Linked DNA regions of Zea mays: region 1 is linked to region 2. The links are chromatin contacts, called in public Hi-C maps. All regions are on one chromosome and are shown on one strand. Each heading gives the region's core, a stretch centred on a gene start, on an enhancer-like site or on the middle of the called end of the contact. The rest is flanking DNA. Distances are from core to core; before and after follow the strand shown.

Region 1 (4,553 bases), core at 1,720-4,219, 170 kb before region 2:
AACAATTGTGAAATAGAAATTTGTTGAAACATAGTCCTGTGGGGTAACTTTTGCCTTGGTTTGCTTACTCCAAGAGTTATAAGTAATTTGGTGAGATTTATGTCATATTAATGTGTATGTAGTGTATGTAAGATTGTTGAAACTAACAAACATCAAATAGTCAATCTTTATGAGTTATTCAGAAAAAAAGGCATACTTTTTCAATCCCTGATCCATCAAAGTGTGGCCAGTGCAAATGCCCTGGGTCTCCACTCTCACCACACCCTTCTTGAATGTGAAGTACTCGGGATGAAGCACGGCAGTGAAGCTCACAGGATCATGAAGGAAAATTCCTAAACAGATTGCGGTTTTTGTCAAAAGTGTGTTACTTCTCATATTTGATGGTAATTGACAAAAGCATACACCAGTAGTATATTATTATTTTCAGATACCATGGAAGCCATCAGACTTGACATGCCAATCTCTGTAGAACTTGCACGTCTCAGATAAGAACGGTGCATGCTTCCCTTTTGAGTTTCTTAGCTCCAAGAGACCCTCATCTAAAACAAGGAATCTCACAAGGTTAATATAGTCAACTCCGGAACTTGAACTGTACACAATTGATTATCAATGAGCCAACCTGTCAAACAGACTTGTGTTGTTATGTTAATGCCAACCACAATGACATCTGCTCCTGAAGTAAAAACTATGTCAGCTGCTTCTGGGTCTCCAAGAATCTGCAGAGTAATGCACTCAAGGTTCACTACTTATGTCGAAGTATTAGCCTTCTCAGGTATAATGCAGTGTGCTAACATACATTTGCTTCAGCAGCAGGGTTGACATTTCCAGCCACGAAGAAAGCTCCACCCAGTACAACTATTTTATTCACCTTGCTTGCAAAGGAAGGGTCTCGTTTGATGGCCTAAGCAAGAACAGAGACACTTAGTCGTAACATATAGCGCAGCATAGACAGCACAACAAATAGGTTTAATCCTACGATCCTGAACATACCAATGCTACATTTGTCAGGGGTCCCAAAGCAAGCACAGAGACCTCTCCTGGAAACTCAGAGACCTTATTAACCATGAAATCAGCAGCACTTTCCTCAACCTTCTTAGCAGAGGGTGCAGGAAGAAACAGATTCCCAATGCCATCTGACCCATGAACAAAATCAGCAATACGGGGCTTTCCTCCCTAATGAACACAAAGTATCGATCATTCAGTTCATCCAGACAAATGCAGTGCTATGTGGATTCAAACTGTATTATCGATAAAATTACTGAGCAGGTAACATAGGATTATTACAAGTTAAATGTGATATTCTTGCTACATCTATTAACTAGCAATTATCAAAATGCAAAATGTAAGTAATGTTATAAAAGATACAATGCAAAACCCCACGTTGTACCATAAAAGAAAAGGCATCGTAAACGACACAAGATCATGTCAGAAATTTCAGTCATTGCAAATTGGTAGTATGAAATGCAAACTAAGGAAAAGAGTAGCACGTTTCTTGCAGTGTGCCATGAAAACGACACAAGATAATGTCATGAGCAAACAACCTTTAGGGGCTCGTGGCTGCCCTCTGCTACTGGAACCTCAGGATGTCCTGCTCTCTCACACTGCCCATGTAATGCTCGACGCTGTTAGCGAATCTAAGAAAATAAAGAAATAAAGCTCAAATATCTCAAATGCTTACCAGCAATAGTGCATTACATGTTGCGCCTTCTGTGTCGACGTTGCCGAATATGGTCGTGAGCCCAATGATTTCCAGAGTATGTGCTCTGAACGCCATTAGGATAGCCATGCTATCATCTAGAAATAGGATTGTGGAGACAAGAGACAGTAAAATTGCAGTCTACTCCTTACAACTTGAAATGCCTTCTAGGAAAAGGACTTATACAATTGAGAATTCAGATATCACAAATGGGTACCAAATGATACCGTTCCATTCTTTTTTATTTGTCGCGGTTTAGTTTAAAAATGAACTAGCGGGCGACAAATATTCGAGAACGGATGTAGTACTACAATACAAATCTTAACAGTCTTTTAATAAATTGTACAGTTATAGCCTTAAGGTTTTTGATGTTATATTTGACTTCTTCCGTTCCAAAATAGTAGTCGTTTTAGCTCTTAGTTTTTGTGTCTATATTCAAATGGATGATGATGAATCTAGACACATATACAAAACATATACATGAAGTGTTACATGAACCCACTAATTTGCTAAAACGAATTTTATTTTTGGACAGAGGGAGTAGCATTTGCAAATAATGTATACTTAGGCCTATCAGTCATTTGATTGAATGTTTCCTCGTAGCTGGACAATAAGTTCAGATTACTTGGAATTTTCAAAAACCTAATAAGAATAATTAGTGAGCCACGGTTGTAGCTTTACTACCCACTGTCGAGTTTGGTGGGTGGCGCCACGCCATCGTTTCCATCGACGGACGGATAGAGCCTGTTCACTGGGGTTTTAATCCACAGCTTCTGTTTTTTCTACCGTATTTTGTCTCTATAACCGAACGTTGAACAAGGAAACGAAATTGTGGTCTGTTTCTCTCGCTCTCCGTCTTTACTCTAATGTGGTTGGGAGTTGGAAATGAGTTATTATTACAAGGAAAAACAATCGAAGTTTACCTTCATTTTCGAGGTCGAATACACGAAAACTAGTTATATGGAGCTTTAAAGAAACGAAACAATGACAACGCGGAGGAGGAAATGAGAGGGACGGGAGACGAACCGATGCCGGGATCCGTATCGATGATGAGCTTGTCGCGGCGGGTCTGCTGGCCGTCCCGCTCCATCGCGAGTCCGGCCGGCGCCTCCACTGAAGAACACGCACTGGAGATTGGCAGGAAGGCCCCTCCAGTCTGAACCTGAATGGTGGAAAGCCGCCGAGGAAGGGGAAGAAGAGAGGAGATAGCAGGTGGGGCTGGGACGCAACCCCTCTATCTTCCTCCCTTCCTACTACTTTCTTGTCTCGCGACGGAGGACGAGATGAGTCGAGCTCCAGTAGCAACAGGAGATGTGGGTGATATCCGCCGGGACGTAATTATCGTGGGATTAGTTTATGTTAGAGTGGATTAGTAATCATCAATTGCTTAACATACCAGGGGCAGAGAGAGAAGAGGGGAGGAGTTTGGGTGAAACGCGTTAGCAGGCCGGCAGCCATGGTAGGTGGCGAGTGGACTTGTGGGCGTGGACGGAAGGTGGCGTGGCGTGGGACAGCCGTCAGATCCAGGTGACGGGGGACACGGCATAACACATGGACGACAGCCTCCGGTTCATCGTCCATTACCCTATCCTCGCCTGACACGTGTTTGGTTGACTGCTCCACGGTACAGACGGATTCGAATACTTATTTGTCTTCTTTCCTTTGTTCAACTGCGTATAAATGGAATATAATTTGATATGTAAATTTTATTTCTTTACATTGAACTTATTAAGATTCATAAACAGTAAACGTCAAATTTGTTCTATATATTTTTAACTAATTGATATAAAATTTAGATACGAATTCGGATTCGGATGTTTTTTTCTCTTTTTTATCGTAGAGAATAATAATGCAAAAAAATATAAAAAATTATTTTTATCTTCCATAATATTTTAACAATATGACTAAATATTAGCAGTACATTCTACGCATCTATGTTAAAATAGTAAATTTATCATATAATTTGGATATTTAGGATCTATCCCTCCATGGGTGCCCTGCATCCGCGGAGCATTAAAGCACTTTGTGTTTGGTTGGTTGCTTCATAGATTGAGCTCGTGCAAAAATGTATTGTGAGCCATGCCCATGGGAGACAGCATATCCATATGTTTGGTTGTTAGGATCAACAGATCCTGGTCGAAGCCTAGATGCAGGCTGGGCTTAGCCTGTATGCATTGATGCAAACCAATTAAGTTCTCTTGTTTGGTTGTTTGTCCCTAATTAGCCAGGATGAGCACAACCCCTGTTTGGTTTGCTGTTTTAGATAAGTTGCATGGATTTAGCTCTAAGTTGCACGACTCAACTACATTTCTAAAATTACAACGCCATAAATTACAACGCCATAAATTACACACATCCAAATTTATACAATTATAAATTACAATAACTTATCCAAAAAAATCCCAGCTGGCGTCCACTGGTGAATACAATCAAATTGTAGATATATAAATTCAAATTTTGGTCTCTCTTTCTATCATTAAAGATATATAAATTGTACATACACTTGTAAATACATACACTTGTAAATAAATACACTTGTAAAACACTTGTAAATAGAGACCATCTAACTTCTAAAACCAACAAATAGAGATAATTGGATTAACAAGATAGGATATATAATAGAACAAACAACAGTAAAAGATTTGCTTTTAGAGATAGTTTACAAACAGCTAACCAGTAAAAACAAACAGCAGTAAACTATAAAGACTTGATTGGATTAACAAGATAGGATATATACAGACAAAAATATTTGTAGAGGCCATGAAAAACAAACAGCTGAAGGCTCCTTATCTAATGACAGACAGGCAAAAAGATAGGACCATCTAACTTGTAAACAGTTGAAAACTTGTAAAAGATA
Region 2 (4,184 bases), core at 105-2,604:
CTTTTATGGACTTGGCCCATTTATTGAATAAACTCTATGGTGTGTAATGGTGGAGAATACCAATAGTACCACATTGGAAGTCCAAGGGTCTTTTGCCTTGACTTATATGGTGGGATTTATTCCACTTAACTTGAGAAGTCAAGAAATGGACAAGGGCGTGCCACACGCGCGCGCGCGCCGCCGCCGCCGCCGGCCGGGCCGGGCCGGGCGTGGCGTGGCGAGGCGAGGCGAGGCAGGCAGGCAGGCGAGCGGGCGTGGTGTGGTTGTGTTAATTTTTAGCACTCACTAACCGCGTCAGCCGAGTGACCCTGTCTCTTCGTCAGCCAGCCGAGTGACCCTTCTCCTTCAGCTGCCGACTTATGGCGTGACTCGGCGAGAGCTGGCCGACTCATGGCATAACTCGGCTAGAGCTGGCCGACTCTTGGCGTGACTCGACGACCTTTCTCCTTCAGCTTCCCTCTGCGAGAGGTTAAATAGAGGAGCACCCCTGTCACTCGGTACACGCGAGAAAACACTTTCAGAACACAGTCCAGCAGCCGAGTGAGGGTATTTCCATCTCGTGACTCTGCGCGCACAGAGAAGCGAGAGGGCAGGTGCCTCCGGAGCCCTTGCCGTTCGAGACCTTGCACGAGGGATCGACAATTAGGTTTTTGGGGAGCGTCTACGCGACTGCCCAAAGTCTTCTTCCTGCTGACATGACAAGTGAAGTTGGACAAGGATCTAGATCCTCGGAGCGCATGACTGGGTATGATCAATTCATCTCCTTACTGTTTTTCATTCTGCAAATTATATATGTTCATACCTGCTGCTTTATTTATAGCCATAAATTTATCCAATCTGTTTTGTCGTATTATATCATGACGTGTCTGATGCCTGATCATACTAGTAATATGATAAATCTGTTTGTCTTAATTTTACAGTCATGCTGTTTATGTTGCTATCTGTTTAATTTCAGTTGTTCCATAATAATACATGTTCCATGTTTATTTGCTTATTATATTTATATGATTCATATGTTTCATGTTCTCTTGATCCATATTGTTATGGATATATTTGAGATAATGATTTCTATGATTAAACATATTTTATATGTCATCATCATAATGTTAATTTATGGAATTAAAATAATACGGAAAATGCCTATATTTCTAACAGTAAATACGGAAACAGTCAGATTAAATATAGAAAACGGTATGGGTCGGGACGGAATTACCCTAACCAACATACATCCGGAAGAGGCCCCATGGCCCATAACGTTTCTTCCCGCATCCGACGGTTCCAAGCTTAGCACGCGTCATCCATCGGGAGCTCGGTCTAGGGTTTTGCTTCGAGACCGCTCCCACCGCTCATATAAGCTCATATAACAACATCCGTCGCCGCCGTTTCCATCCCATTTTCTCTCCTCTCTCCGTCGCCGCCTCGGGCCAAACCCTACGCAGGTACGCTTCCGCCGCCGTGTCCTCCTCTTTTGCTGACGGCTCGATTTGCGAAATCACATGTTTTGGTGCCCTATCTGGTCTCCATTTCACCGTGTCATATTTCTGTTCCTTCTACAGGGAGTTGATTGATCGATTGCAGCCATGAGGTACTCTCTCTCTGGTCGCTTCTACTGTGTCGTGCATCTGTTTTTTTGCGCTAGAAATGCCTGTTTCGTGTAGTTATCTGGTCGATTGCCATGATAAGATTTAGTCCTACAGGGGATATTTTCAGTTGAATCATGCCTTTAGGATGATGAAAAATCTCGGAGCCCTTTCATGCTTTGATTTGTTTATGATTGATTTAGCTGTTGCCTATCCAATATAGGCCTGCTAACGGGGCGTTGTTTAACGTTTTTTTTTGTGACGGGTTCTAATATATGCTGTGCGTAAATGGATGGAACTTGTTTTACTATGTCTTGGATCGGGATGGGTTGGGTTTACAAGAAACGCGTGTGAGGCGGGTCGGCGCATGCAGTCAGTTAGGAGCCCCTACTGTCGCAGGGCAGCTAGGGACAGCGTCCAGGTCGCAGCTACGCTGAGCGGTGGCGAGGCTGAGCTGCGTGTCATTACTGTTGCGGCACCAGCTCCTCATGGAGCTTATTGTGGGTAGGGCTCTGCGGGAGGGCCACCACATAGGAAAGGAGGGGTGGCGGGAGTAGGCGGTGCTGGTGCCAGAGAGAATGTGCTTGTCAGCAGTGGCGAAGGGCACGGGGAGGGTGGCAATGCCCCCCCAATGCTCCCCTGATTACGTTGGATCCATTAATTTTCTCAGCTAACCCCCATGTAGATAATGCTAAATACCCTCCTAGCAGCCCCCAATCTCAAATTTTGGCTTTGCCCCCCTGCTTGTCAGTGGTCTCTTCCCCCGCTGTGCGGCCAGCCTTTCAATCTGCCATTGCTGGCAGCTTGCATAGAAGGCAGGGAACACTGCTGCTGAGACCTCGTCCTGCGCACTATTGCTCTTTGCACTGGTTCTGTTTTCCTAGATCCATCTGGGCATCTGGCTGCATTTTGTTGTTTTACTATTTTTCATGGAATAGTGATGGGTTTGGAAAGTGAGGTGTGACTGTGTGATAATCACATGGTTTCCACAACAGCTCTTGTGCTCTTTCCTACAACAAGAGAAATGCAGAATTTAATGCTGGCTGGTTATGATAATGGCATGCCAGTTTGGCTTTTCTGTGACATTTTCTCTTGTTTTCTGAAAACATTTTTTGAACAATCTTTGAGACTCAAAATTTGTATCCTACCATCTTCAATTTCGGCTGTGTTACCATTAGACGGATCTTGGATGCGTTGCTCAGAAATTTCTATTTGTGTTATCTGGATTACTTTTATCCATGATTTATGACAGCTTGGGGATGGACCATTAAACAACCTGACATCATCAGTTAGCATGCTCTACGGTTTAAAATGGGCTGGCTTGGGTGTGTGTGTTACAGAGCATGTTGGGGTGGGTGCTTGATTTAGATTTTTGGATAGGTTTGGGCTACAACAGCTGACTGATTGGCTATGGGTTGGGGTGGATTAGACCCCCATTAGCAGGCTTATTCCAATCTGATTCTTTGGGAGCGGGGTCCAACTGTTAGTTCATTCTCATAATGAAAATGGATGTGAGATAGATTCAGGTTCTTGTCTCGACACATGAGATGGATTCACGTAGCTTGCTTATTATTATTGATTATTCTACTGTTTTTGCCTTCTGCAATTCTTCCTATTGGCAGGAGTATTTGGAATTCTAGAGTATTGTTCCCATCCAGATAGATTATCTCTGCCTAATAAATTATGCCCATTGATTATTGCAGTAAGTTGCATTCCGAGCTTCTCAAGGATTGCATCTCCCAGATAGTTCAGGATGCCAAGAAGAATAGGAAGTTCACTGAGACTGTTGAGCTTCAGATTAGTCTGAAGAATTATGATCCACAAAAGGACAAGCGTTTCAGTGGCTCTGTTAAGTTGCCTCACATCCCTCGTCCAAAGATGAAGGTGTGCATGCTTGGTGATGCCCAGCACGTTGAGGAGGTAAACAGGCAGTTGATGATGCACTTGAAAATGTACTTATTTATATGTTGAACATGCTTGCAGTAGTAAATCTGCAAAAACACCAATGCTTCGAGTTACTCAACTGTGGCTGGCATGTATTAGTCAGTCCAAGCCCGCACTTGATTCCATTTGCAATTAAATCTGCTTATACAAATCCTGCTCAACTGCATGGAAGATTGAAAGTTTTGCTAAGATAATGCAAGTGCCCTTCCTATCTGGATCAACTTTTCTCCACACAAACCATTTTACTGCATTCTCAGGCTGAGAAGATGGGACTTGACTACATGGATGTTGAGGCCCTCAAGAAAATGAACAAGAACAAGAAGCTTGTTAAGAAGCTTGCCAAGAAGTACCATGCTTTTTTGGCATCAGAGACCATCATCAAGCAAATTCCCCGTCTCCTTGGTCCTGGTCTCAACAAGGCAGGCAAGTAGTCCGTTTCTGACATGACTGTTACTTTGCGTGCCAAGCTGTAGCATGCAATGCAGTGTTGTCTCATATTTCTGTATGTAGTTTTGCATGATAATGACTAATTTGGTACTTGTTGCAAGGCAATGTCCTGTCATTGTGTTTGTATTGAACTGTTTTATTAGTTGCTTGATGACATACTCTTGGAGCTGTTCATCTGGATAGCTTTTGCTATATGTGGTCTGCTTTGCCTGC

The links. Hi-C and Micro-C count contacts between places; a contact is called where the count stands out from the background.
Region 1: a contact with region 2 is called in a Hi-C map of ear, with 2.5 times the contacts expected there. The contact joins the promoter of LOC100274097 here to the promoter of LOC100192963 in region 2. A contact is called at or near these places in 3 of 25 Hi-C or Micro-C datasets (ear, endosperm and tassel).

Annotation. Positions count from the first base shown.
Region 1 is chr4:55,034,147-55,038,699 of Zm-B73-REFERENCE-NAM-5.0, reverse strand. LOC100274097 reads right to left here and starts at 2,969. Exons shown (of 9, transcript NM_001148476.1): 1 at 2,723-2,969; 2 at 1,679-1,794; 3 at 1,542-1,601; 4 at 991-1,173; 5 at 797-901; 6 at 620-716; 7 at 432-539; 8 at 197-332. The coding sequence starts at 2,786.
Region 2 is chr4:54,867,339-54,871,522 of Zm-B73-REFERENCE-NAM-5.0, reverse strand. LOC100192963 (ribosomal protein) reads left to right here and starts at 1,354. Exons shown (of 6, transcript NM_001138139.2): 1 at 1,354-1,439; 2 at 1,557-1,585; 3 at 3,284-3,500; 4 at 3,782-3,947. The coding sequence starts at 1,581.